2 separate regions of the Mus musculus genome follow, and region 2 is linked to region 1. Evidence: chromatin contacts called from public Hi-C data. All regions are on one chromosome and are shown on one strand. The core of a region is the stretch at or near the end of the contact, and the rest is flanking DNA. Distances in the headings are between cores, read along the strand shown.

The links. Hi-C and Micro-C count contacts between places; a contact is called where the count stands out from the background.
Region 2: a contact with region 1 is called in a Hi-C map of the N1E-115 cell line, with 2.9 times the contacts expected there. The contact joins two enhancer-like sites. A contact is called at or near these places in 17 of 39 promoter capture datasets (the 3T3-L1 cell line, 3T3-L1-derived adipocytes, the C10 cell line and 12 more) and 1 of 484 Hi-C or Micro-C datasets (the N1E-115 cell line).

Annotation. Positions count from the first base shown.
Region 1 is chr6:95,323,975-95,330,534 of GRCm38.p6, forward strand. It overlaps AY512915 (cDNA sequence AY512915), which reads right to left. Exons shown (of 4, transcript NR_033559.1): 2 at 3,433-3,570. Among named protein-coding and RNA genes, the nearest start is that of AY512915, 6.7 kb to the right of the region's middle. Within about 2 kb of position 3,402, at least 1 of the 459 cell types and tissues checked has an H3K27ac peak or open chromatin away from gene starts, as enhancers often do. A contact at or near this core is called in the N1E-115 cell line, where this site is marked.
Region 2 is chr6:96,988,839-96,995,398 of GRCm38.p6, forward strand. All of the region lies in intron 3 of Tafa4 (TAFA chemokine like family member 4), which reads right to left. Among named protein-coding and RNA genes, the nearest start is that of Tafa4, 68 kb to the right of the region's middle. Within about 2 kb of position 2,408, at least 3 of the 459 cell types and tissues checked have an H3K27ac peak or open chromatin away from gene starts, as enhancers often do. A contact at or near this core is called in the N1E-115 cell line, where this site is marked.

The DNA of each region.
Region 1 (6,560 bases), core at 2,152-4,651:
AGCAAAGCACATATCTGAAGCTGCTGAGCCATGTAGAATATTTGGTGCTATGAGCCAGTCAGGTGGCTTAGCTGAGAAAGGTGCTGTTGCTAAGCTTGATGATCTAAATTTGATCTTCAGGTCCCAACTTAAGCAAATCATTTTCTGACCTCTATCTGTGCATGGAGGGGGAGGTGTAAACCCACATACACGTACATACACATGATAAATAGATAAATGTTTGAAAGTTAACACTCTATGGCACACTTCTTTTGAGAATGCGTCTGTCTATTCTGTTGTCCTTATAAGTAATTGAGAATGCTCATAGTGTGCATGTCTGTGTGCGTGAGTGTGTGTATGTGTGTATTCATTCCTTCTTCTGACACCATTGCACTTAAATCTTGCAAGTGTGTATGAGAGATGATATATACAAGTGCTGTTCAAGGAAAGAGCCCTATAAATTTCATGAAACCAAGAGTTTCATTCAGTGTTCTGCCAGTATAATGCTTCACACTCAGGAGACACTGTCAAATATTTAGTGAGTGAATAAAGGAGTGTGTCAGTGAATCCTGCTTAGCTACCTGATGGGAATGGGTGATGCTATGACAGCAAATAACTCTGGAAGCCACCCTACTAGTTTGAAAATCACTGATTGGTGATGTGGTGGTGTGGAGTAGAAAAACTTGATACATCATGGGTTGAAAACTCTAGACTTATCATTTTATGTACCAAAGACTAGAGAGAGACCACTATCTTAACCTGGCAAAGTGTCTCCTGGCTGGCTCACAGATACTACACTACTTCCTGATTGGCCCTAAGTGGAATGTGACTCCCCTAAAGCTGTGACTGACCATCATATCTGAGGCGCCCTTACCACTCTAGTATTCAAATTAGCCTTTGCCATGGTGGTCCCCAAACTTTGCTTCTCAATAAATACTATTAATTAAGCAAAGTGACACTGGCAAGAGGCGATGTGGATAAATAAAAAGAACAGAATTGAGAAACCAGAACTAATAATCAAGTGATTTCAGACAAATATAGCAGGGTAAGTCAATAGGAAAGAAAATACACAAACACATGCTTAACCCATCACAATCCTCAGTATTAGAGTTGAAGCTATAAATATAACCAAAACTTTCTGTGGTTTTGTGTAAAGTAAAGAGCTATTATATATAGTATCAAAAGCACAAACTACAAAAAAAAAAAAAAAGAAAAGAAAATCAGGATAAACAGGATTTTGTTAAAATTCAAACCCTCTGTACTTCAGAGAATATCACTAGGAAAATGGAGAGAAAAATGAGAGAATTTCTCAAAGATCAATGTCTGACAAAAGATATGTCCATAGTATCTTACAACTAAAAAGGTCCCAATTAAAGATAAGCAAAATATGTGAATAGACATTCACCAAGTAAGATTTATAAGTCGTTAATAGACACATGAAAAATGACCAACACCATAAGACACTGGGGATTTGACAATCTTAACACAGCCAGGAGAGCATCAATAGCCACAAAAACTGGCCACCATGTTGATGGACGTGTGGAGAGGGACCTCATGGATTGCTGGTAGGAGAAAAATCACTTGGTGAGCCCTTAAAGAACAATATACAGCTGCCCTGTGACTCAGCAAATCCACTCTTAGTGAGAATGCATGTCTGAATAGAGGCTTCCATGTCAATGTTCAAAACAATTGCACGTCCAACAGGAGAAAATAATTTTTATATCGGTTAGTTGGTGAATGCATAGACAATAGGAACACCCACATGACAGAATTGGTCAAGAAATAAAGTAGAATTGACAAAGTACTAATGCATGCTGCAATGTGGCTGCAGCTCCCAAAATATTATAAGTTAACAAGCAATCAGCCATGAAGACAACATATTTGCACGATTTCACTTATCCCTAGGATCTGTAAAAATGAAATCCATAGAAACAAGCGTCAGCAATTCCTTGATGCTGAGAAAGGGAACACAGGTGCAAAATAAGTGTGATGGGCATAGAATGATAGAATCATGTTAAGGTGTGACTTAGTGATTGTGTATGTATGATAAAATTGTTTAATTGTTCACAGAAAGTGTGTGGCCCGGGAGCCATGGAATGAGGAGGTTCAGACCTGGAGCAAGAGTAGGGTTAAGGCATGTCCAAACCCTGGAAATCTCATCCTGACATCAGCAGGAGTAGGCTCTTTCCCCCTGTACTGGACCAGCATGTCCTGGCACATGTAGCCCTTGCCACCAACACTTACCCCACCAGAAGAGGTCACACAGACAGTACCCAGGTTAAACTTCTTCCCCCTAATAAGGTCATGTCCAGCAGCACCTGGCATTCCTTCTTATGCAAATGAAACATCCCAGGCCCATGGCCCAAGCCAATGATGTGTACTCACCCTTAAAGCCCCTACCCCATGTCCAAAGGTTTAAATAACCTTGGTTCACTCAATAAACTGAACCAGTTCTCTGAAGCTGCTCCTGGGTGTGTGTTCTTTGGCCAGCCAAGATCCTCTGGGGACCCACTCATCTAAGTTTCTCTCACTCCAGTCCAGCCCTGTGCTCAACAGGCCTGGCTACTTCGAAGGAGAGAAGCGAACACAGGATAGAAATGAAGTATAGAACAAAATGAATGGGATCAATTAGAAATGAATTCCAAACATTTTCCTCCCTGTAGCTAATAGAGCTCTGGTACCCAAAGGGTGGGAGCTTTGATGCATGAATGAACTTGCTAACACATAGAAACAACTCCATTAGTAGCATTACAATTGCAGCCACATTGTTTAATATCATTGTCTACTTCGTAGGAACACAGAGATGAACAAAGCCATCACCTCGCTTGTCCTCTGCAAGACTTATGCTTTACGGTTGCAAATAGCCATTAACCAACCATAGAGAGGTTGGCCAGGCTTACAGGTTACCGTAACACATCACCTTTCTTCTTCTCTCTGTACATTTACTGATTATTTTCCTAGTTATTTTTGGAGGAGTAGGGGAAGCCAAGGTTTCCTGCTAATGTCAGACCTGGGGTCAAATGCAAGTCCCCTGAAGCACAACCTCACCATCAAACTCGAATACCCTTCCTGCTGCCTGGGGTCTGATTTCATGTGGGTTACACCTCAGCGAAGGCACAGAGCAGGATGTCTAATAGTTCCTAACTTTTGTCCATTCAAATGTTCTGGGGACAGAAATCCCTGTGGACAACTAGAGCTTATTCCACTGAGCACTATGAGCAGAATAAGCTTCAAAGAATTGTCCCAACAGAGGCTAAGATGCTATAGTATTTTCTACTGGCCTCCTGCCTTTCTCTGGCTGAAGGCTTCTTTGAGAGCTGTTACCCCTCAAGGTTTAGGCTTGTCAAGTATGGTCTTTTAATTGGGAAGGGGGTAGGTGAGAGTTAGAGGATTTCTGGTGTTTCAAAGTGAGCAGTTTTCCATAGGAAGGTGGGAAGATGACTTCTGGCTTACCTTGGGCATGGGACCGTGCTTCTTAGTGGATCAATGAAGCCAAACCTTGGAAGACTGAGATATTCTCGTCCTGAGAGTTTCTGGTGAATCACAGAAAAACAAGTTTGCTTCCAAGAGTCCAGGCCAGTAGCTGAAGGCCTGGAGAGAGAAAAAAATTGAATTGAAAGGAAATGACATTTCATTTATCTTGCCATCTACTCTGATGGCCACCTTCTAAAGGAGAGGGGGGGAGAGAGAGAGAGAGAGAGAGAGAGAGAGAGAGAGAGAGAAAGAGAGCGAGCCAGCCAGTGAATCAGACCCAGATCTCGGCTAATAAATAACGTTGCAGTTTAGCAGATTCAGCCGGAAGCCGTACTTCAGGTACATGCTTGTGGATATGCAGCGTATGGGGGAGGAGAGGTGAAGCTGTCCATTCTGAGTACACACTGGATGCCCAGAACCCAGCCCACTGATAGGCAGTTACTACCCAGATCGAAATCAGCCAAGCTGTCCTATCATTTCAATGTGGCAATCTTCCCAGTTAAGGTCTTTGGTGGCAAATCAAATATTCTATTATATTATTTTCCAATTTCAGTCATTTCCCCAGCTGGGCTCTCAAGTGGTATATTTCCCAAAGTTCAGTAGCACTGTCTGACTCACCATCTGCCTTGATGGCCTGACATACCAGACATTGACTTGAGAACCAACATATATACGGCCCAAGGACACCATCCAGCTCTGGTTTATGGCACCTGAGGGGCTGTGAAACCACAGAAGTCTTAACCCAGATGAACACCCTGCTGGATCTATGAGAGAACCACCTCTCCAGAATTGCTGGGGGTTCTTCACCATTTGCTAGGTGAATGCAAATTATGTTCACCTGAGAAATTTCACTGTCTCCCATTCTCCGATGACTAATAAGACAATTTGGCCTTTTCCAGTCTGGCTCTGCAGCATCTGTAAGACACTGAAGGCACTTACACGCAGCATTTTAGCACCAATTCAATCTGATTAGGTGTGCTGTCAATGATTGGGCCTTGAATCCTAAGCAGGTGGTTTGTTTTCTACCCTAGCTGCCTCCCTAGCTCTCCTGTGAATCATTACCTAAATTTTAGGGAGCCGAATTTAAGAATAACTCATGTTCTTTAAGAGGCACAACAAGGAAGGGACACAGCTGGAGCCGGAATTTTGCAGCTCTCTTAGGAGCTAGCCTGGAATCACTGAAAAGGACTGGAGCCAAATATTCTGCACCCATTATCCAGGGTGATGGAAAATGATTAGTACATAGCAAAACCATGGCAACCTTCAAATTCTAGCAAGCCCCTGATCCCAGCTCCCTGTGAACTTGCTCAGTCCCAGCTTCTCTCAACACTCATGTCACTAATTGGTGACACAATTCCCTCTCCATCAGTTCCTGCACTCCAATCCTGCAGTCTGCTGATTGGCTCCTGGAGGAGTAGATCTGGGTGTACAGAGGGAAAAAGAAGAGAGAACAAAAGAGGTGAGATGAAGATGTAACTCAGCCAATCACCTTAGGAAATACAAGATGGACTCTCTGAGCACAGTAACTGACATTTGGACCTACAAAGGCCTGAGAAACAGGGAGTAGCCAGACTGAAAGTCTTTGGGACTGATACAAACTAGCAATCAGGGCAATTCTCACTTTGGTGAACAGACACTTTAGTCACTGAATCACACCATCCTAGAACTGAAGGGCTGGAGAACTGACCTGGCATGTCCCCCTTCCAACCAAGGAGTTACCTCTCCCACTCTTAGGACAGGAGGCTGCTGCTCCTTTAAGCAAAGGTGTCAGGTTCAACCACTGCAAGGGGCAAGAAGTCAATGGAGCTATGTGTGAAAGAGCAGATAGTGTGGACAAGCAAGGTGTAAAGGTGCCAGCTTTGCAAGTCCAGTCTGAGTAAAGGTGTGTATGTGTGTGTGTGTGTAAATTAATTTTTAATAATAAGAATTTAAAGAGTACTGAATAGATAAACAATCCCCATCTCTGTGCAACTGATGGTACCTAGAGCTACCAGTTTGCTGTCCTGGCTCATGTGATGATAGGAAGCAGACCTTACGATGCCACCTGATATGTGTCACATGGCTTCCTCACTATGTTTCTCTCGTTACGTCATCCTTCACTATTGATCCCATTCATTTTATGTATTTATTTTTCTTTTTTCCATTTTATTGAAAATAGAGTTTTTTCTCACATAATATATTTTGATTATAGTCCCCCCTCCCTTTACTCCTCCCAGTCCTTCCTCATCTTCCCTTCCATCCATCTACCCCACTTTTGTCTCTTATTTGAAAACAGGCTTCTGGGGCTGGAGAGATGGCTCAGCAGTGAAAAGCACTGACTGCTCTTCCTAAGGTCCTGAGTTCAAATCCCAGCAACCACATGGTGGCCCACAACCATCCATAATGAGATCTGACGCCCTCTACTGGGGGGTCTGAAGACAGCTACAGTGTACTTACATATAATAAATAAATTAAACCTTTAAAAAAAAAGAAAAGAAAAGAGGCTTCTAAGGAATAATAAGACAAAACCAAAACTAACACATTGAAATAGGACAAAACAAACAAATGGAAAGGAAAGAACCAAAGAAAAGGTGAAAGAAACAGATATAGATGCAGAGACCCACTTGTTTGCACACTGAGGAATCCCATAAAAACACTAAACTGGAATTCGTAATATACATGCAAAGAACCTTTACAGTAAAAGAAGAGAATACATGCATGCATATATACTTACATGCACACACACGTATATAGAAGCTAAAATAAAGACAGTTTTTAAAAAGGGAAAATCCCTGACATGACATTATGAGACAAGTATCCTCCAAAGACACCGAGTTTGTTTTCTGAGGGATAACTACTGCTGGGCACGTAGTCTATCCTTCAGAGTAGTTTTTGTCCAGTTGAGACTTCCTTGAAGGAAACTTAGTTTTCATTTGCAAGTGGTCAGTAGTTGTGAATTGCTTCTGGGTTAGGGATGGGGCATAGGTTCATTGCTCCTCTCAGCTCTAGGACCTATCCTGTGCAGACCTGTGCAGGCCCTGTGCATGCTGCCTCCGCCTCTGGGAGTTCACATGCCTGTCAATCATGTTCATTTAGAAGGTCTGTTTCCTTGGTCTCCTCCATCCTCT
Region 2 (6,560 bases), core at 1,158-3,657, 1.7 Mb after region 1:
CTGGGTGAGAGCCAAGCAAAGCAGACAGATCCATGTCACAACAGGACTATGTCACCACAAATCCCAAAAGCAGGCACACCAACGAATTCAACTACCTCCTGCATCCTCTGCTTTAATAACAAAAGCAATGGTATAACATGGGTTGATTTCAATGCAAAACAGTCAAAAGTCAGCAAAGTATTTGGTGTTACAACAGGAACACGTTATTTTATTTAATGCTCCAGAGATACTAGGAGGGGAAAAAAATGGATTTCCAAAATGAAACCCCAGCAATTGCTCACATAGAACATGCCCCATGTTCAAAACAAAAAACAAACAAAAAAAAAAAAAAACAACTTGTCACATCATTACATAAGCATTACAATAGTATACATTTAAATATCCAATGTCAGAGTGAAAATATATAACCTAAATACCTAATGTACCAAGGAAAGAAGGCTTAATGTTGCAGTATCCGTGAGCTCTGGGGAAACAGACAGGAACTGAACAGAATAAATTAACAAACATATAACTGACAGGAAAAAGAATTACCAAGTCAAACTGATGGAAAGAAATAAACTGCCAAGCAATGTCTCGGGTTCTGATGGTCGATAGTGTCAGTATGATTGAATTGAGAACAGTCCAGGAGATGAGGAAATGATGTAGCTTGGTGTGTCTGTGAGGAGTTTCCAGAGTCAACAAGATCCCAGGGGCTCTGACCTAATGAATAGATTAATTCCTTAATGGATTCATAATATGATGATATTGTTGGACTATAAGGCTTGGTGTTAGCTAGAGTCTGGTGGGAGAAAGTCCAAAACAGGGTACACACTGATAGAAGTGAGTCTTGCCTAATCCCTCCCTACACTCCCTCTCCCCTCTTCTTGTCCACCAAGCCTCTGCCACATACTCCTGTCACCATGATGCTCTCCCTGGCATGGCATGAACCCTCTGAAACAGCAATACAAAGGAAATATTTCTTCCCCAAGTGGTTTTGGTCAAGTATGTTGCCACCATGGCACAAAAGTAACTGGCATAAGAGTATGCTGCATTTCTATTGAAGGTCACTGCAATTTCCTTATGTGCAGATAAATGCATGTAAGATTATGGAGAAGTAATGAGTTGAGAGCCATACACTGGGAAATGCGCACTCAACATCCCTTATCCCCACATGTCTTACTACCAGAAATAAGACTTTTGTGACCCCATTTTAACCAATGAATATTTTAACGGGTGTTAGTGAACAGGGCTTCCATGACACTCTTGTGTTCTTGACACAAAGGACCAGACTCACCTAACATGAACTTTCTTCCTCTGTCTGCCTTTATCTTTCTAGCCTGGAAAACAGGTACAAGATCTAGAGCCAGAGTGGCCATCCTGCCACCAGTGGAACACAGGTCTTCAACTAGGATAAAGAGACAAAAAGAAGCCAAGATGTGGCTTCTTGAACAGTTGGGCCAGTCTCCAAACTTCTTGTTCTGAGAGAAAAATAGGCTACCCTGGCTAAATGACTTAGTAGGTCCTTGGTAAATGAAAGAAATCCTAACTAATTAATACACCAGACTACACTGTGGGGATATCTGAGAAGAAAGTAGTTGCAGACTTAAGTTGGCTTTATCTGTCCTTAAAATATGTTTTAGCTAGGAATTTTTTATGATAATCCCTCATGTTTTCATTCATATCAGAGGGCCAATGTCTTACATAGCACTAAATTAGTTATTCATCTTATCACTTTAACAAAATACTTCCCAGAAGCAACTTAAAGACAGAAGGGTTTGTTCTGCCTCTCAGTTTCGTAGCACTCAGTCCATCCTGGTGGCAAAGGCACGATGGTAAGACACAAATAAACTCGATAAGGAACCATGATAGGCCTTCCCAATGGCACTGTTCCTAAACACATGTACCTTAGTCTAACTCTTCCCTCTTAAAAAAGAAAGAAGAAAGAAAGAAAGAAAGAAAGAAAGAAAGAAAGAAAGAAAGAAAGAAAGCGAGAGAGAGTGAGAAAGAAAGAAAGAAAGAAAGAAAGAAAGAAAGAAAGAAAGAAAGAAAGAAAGAAAGAAAGGAAGGAAGGAAGGAAGGAAGGAAGGAAGGAAGGAAGGAAGGAAGGAAGGAAGGAAGGAAAAGAAAAGAAATCCAGGTGTCTCCCAGAAATTTCTTTTGGCCTATATTTGTTCTGCACTCTCAGGCTACATTTTCACCCCATTGGGCAGTATCCTCAGATTACAGACTTTATGACTTCTGTAGACTGCGTGAGTAGCAGTCACTAAGTGAATCTCCAAACAATGTTGGCGAGGAAAGATACACTCAACGAGAAAACACATTTTGTAGGTGCCACGCCCACTGCTGGCTCACCAGTCATTACAGAGAAGGCCACTAGACCTGAGTCATAACTCCCACAATCTATGGGCTAAGCAAGAACAATAATTATTTCCTACTCCTGCATGGGGAATTGCAGGAATGAAGCAACACAGTAAGAAGCTCGTTGCTGGTACAGCATCGTGGTACACAGATCAGAAGTCGGTGAGCTCTGCCTGGGAAGAAGCTGCTGAGTCTGGGATGTGCTGGGGCATACTAGCCGAGCATCCTTGATTCCAACACAGAATCAGGTGTCTGGGCCTCCGGACAAACATAAGATAACAGTAGTCCTTCAGGGTTGGACAGGAGTCAAATGAGACCACATGGAAGGTAGAGGACCTCCTCCATGCCTGTTATAGTATTCAAGATATTAAACACATCATGTTTTCCTGAGTTAGACTTCTTCTTGAATCAGACTTAACTTTATCCTGAGCATCATACTCACCGTCATGTGTTCACAGCGTGACAATCCTATTGTGCTTCTTAGCAGCATCCAGAGATCTCTGCCAGTCTGTGGAAATTGACAGACTGCACATGGACAGAGAGGAAGATACAAAGCTACCTGGGTGGCACTAATATCAAACTGCATTAGAGGTCCAGAGGACCACACCCTCTTCTACTAAAGATGGATTCACTGAGCACAATAAGCACACAGGGAGCTTTGCAGACATGGAAAAACAATGCCTATTCAGTAAGATGTAAAGTTAATTTGGAAAGAGAAGCAGGAAATGAGGTTAGATGTCAGCTAATGAGGAGCCATGGCTGGCAACCTTGAGTCATTCTGATAATGCTCTTAATTGCCATCAAAATCATTTCCAATCACTGGAATTAAAAATGGCTCTAAAAACAACATGACTGTTCTGATGACTTATCATCACAGAACTGTATGTTAACCAAAGATGCATTGTGGAAAGCAAGCACTTCTTCCGTAGTTAATGTTAGAGTTCACTGCCTGCATGCTCCTGGGATTAAGAGCCCTCAGAAATACTGTTCTGTGTCAGCACTAACTAGCTCCTCAAGCTAATATCCTTTAAAAGAAGAAAAGAAAGAGTAGGGGAGAGTCCTCTTAGCTAAAGAAGTACAACACATTACTTGATTCTAGTTAAGGGGGACGCAATGGCTACAGACCAATTTGTCTCCATCTCATCTCATCACCCATTCATTTCTATCTGACTCCTGATTCTCCGTTTGCTCATCAAATACCAAACAGCACCTCCACTACGCCACTGTCCCCAGTGAGTAGAGGTCCATTTCCCCCCAGTCTGCCGAAGAAAGGAATCTCCACTCTAAGTGATTTGTTTCATATTAAAGATGTGAGGGTCGCTTATGTGAACAGGGTGTTTGGGAGGAGACATTCGTCTCCCTGTTTTGAAAGGTATCAAGGCAGGATAGTGTCTATTGGTTATCACATTTTCCCTTGTGTTAATGCTAAAATAACGACTGACTGCACTATCAAGCCAATGCATGAGCTATCTTATTGTCTGCCTCTATGAGACAAAAATGTTCCTCCTCACCTTTCTCAGCAGATGGGGAATAAAAGAGAAAGCACACTTCTTATTTTCCCTGCGTCTTGCTTTTCCTACTTCTGTAACAACATGTCAGACAAAAGCAACTTAAGGAAGGCTTTGTGGGGTCACAGTCCTTCCTGGGGCACAAGCAGGAGGTAGCTGTCATGTGCTATCCATGTCACAAAGCAGAGGGAGAAGGATGCTGGTCCTCAGATGTCTTTCTCCTCTACAGTTTTGTTGTTGTTTGTTATTGTTGTTGCTGTTGTTTTGTCATATTTTGTATTTTATTACTTCTCCAATTCTAACTCATGGAGTGATCCTGCTCGCACTCAGTGTGGGCCTTCTCTCCTCAGCTAAAGCTCTCTGGAAACACCCTCATAATAAAAGGTGTTTGCCTTAGTCAGGGTTTTAATTGCTGTGAACAGACACCGTGACCAATGCAACTCTTATAAGGACAACATGTAATTAGGGCTGGCTTACAGGTTCAGAGGTTCAGGCCATTATCATCAAGGCGGGAACATGGCAGTGTCCAGGCAGGCATGGTGCAGGAGGAGCTAAGAGTTCTACATCTTCATCTGAAGGCTGCTGGCAGAATACTAGCTTCCAGGCAGTTAGGATGAGGGTTTTAAAGCCCACACCCATAGTGACACACCTACCCCAACAAGGCCACACCTACTCCAACAGGGCTACACCTTCTAATAGTGGCACTCCCAGGGTCAAGCATATACAAACCACCACAGTGTGTCTCCTAGATGATCCTCAATCCTGTTGTCATTCAAAACTGACTGACCATCACTCTTACCAGCAGAAGTTTTGATTTCAACCAATGAAAATTCATTTGTAATCTAAGAAAAGGTTTGTCATCTACTCAGAGCGGTATGTGTTCATGCGTGCCAGTGCCGAGCAGATATGAAACTATTCAGATGCCAATGGAATCTCTACCACAAACAAGCCAGGGAAGCACCAGTGTTGGGAATCATTCATTCAGAGAGGAGTCACATCCATATCACACAGCAGGCAGAACCAGCACTTGAATCCTAAGCTTGATCCAGGATCCCAGAATTGGAACCATCCTTGATATAAAGTAATAAAGATACCTGAAACTCAGAACAAAATCTTCTAGTTATTTTTACCTTCAGTCAAAGCTCTCAAACTCAGTTGCCTCTACTGTTAGGTCAAGGAGGTCAACAAAATAAGGAGAACAAGCCAGATGAAGATACAGAGGATGAAAACAGTCCCTTCCTAGGGTTGGGGAGCCAGCACTCAGCTATGGCAGAGGCTGTGAATGAAAAGAGCCTAGAGTTGGTCCACATCTAGACTTTTATGAGAAATTCTAGGATTTTTCAAGCAATTCAGCCAACTTAAAAAAACAGCCCTGAACAAAGTGTATTATATGCGCATGCGAAAATGTCACATTGAAGCCCATTATTTGAAACAATGTTCTCTAATGAAAATCTATTTTAAAAATCATGACCAGGGATACCAAGGAGATAGCTCTGCTGCAGAGCATGACCCACGTAAGAAGCCAGGCATGTGCACACGTGAGCCTGTACTGCCAGTGTCCTGTGCGGCAGGAACTGGAAGACCTAATTCTCTGCAGCTTGCTGCCCCACAGCCTAGCTCCAGAGTCAGTGAGAGACTCTGTCTCCAGGGAGCAATAGTGTGACAGAAGAGGTACCCAGTGCCCTCTTCTTTTTCCCTGTGCCACCTACATATGTGTAACACAGATATATGTACACATACACAATCACACACAAAGACATATAGACACGCATGTATAAACACATGCATACATACACATACACACAGATATACTCACAGATAGACATATACACAGTCACACACACCGATATACATAGACACACACACACAGATGGACACACATATGGACACACACAGTCACACAAACAGACAGACACACACACATAGAGATACACAGAGATACTCACATACACACACACAAAACATACACACCATGAATATAATCCAAATCTGACCAAGTTCATACATAGGTCCAAATTACTCATGAGCACCCACTCTGAGACCTTTGCTTCAAGGTATGCCTTAGAGTTTAGGCAGAAAATGCATCCCTGGAATAAACAGTAATATCATATCTCGCTGCAAATGTCCTAAACACTTGTGGAAATCTTAGCTCCGGCCCCATCGCCATTCCCTAGAGACACTTAACCGACTCCTGCATCCGTGCCTTTGACTGCAAAGCATTTCTTTGGTCAGGTAGAAAATGACCTTGCTGATTCTATTTATTATTTAACAGAACTCAGTCTTGAAATCCCTGTCATAATCCATAATAAAGCAGAGAGAGCAAAGCTTAATCGGCCGTAAATGTACAATAGTTAGCATTCACCATAAAAGGCTAATAATAATTCCAGAATGCCATCTCTCTTCCTGGCCTTTTGACCAAGTTGGTTAATGGACTGAGACTCAGGAAATAATGAAAATAATTTAGGCTGAGAAGTTACCAGCCACACGCCAACCTTGGAGGGAATCACAGTGCTGCAGTGGCGGTGGCCCCAAGACTGTGGCCCGTGGAACAAGTCTAGTGGAGAGAGAGACTGTCCAGTGTGGACACACTAAATGCTCTAAAAAGCAGAGGCTAATATTTGAAATGCAAGTAACAAACAGTTATCTGGAGAGAGAACTCAGTCAGTAGAGTGTTTGCGTGGCAAGCATGGGGGCCCAAGTTTGATCCTCTAAAAC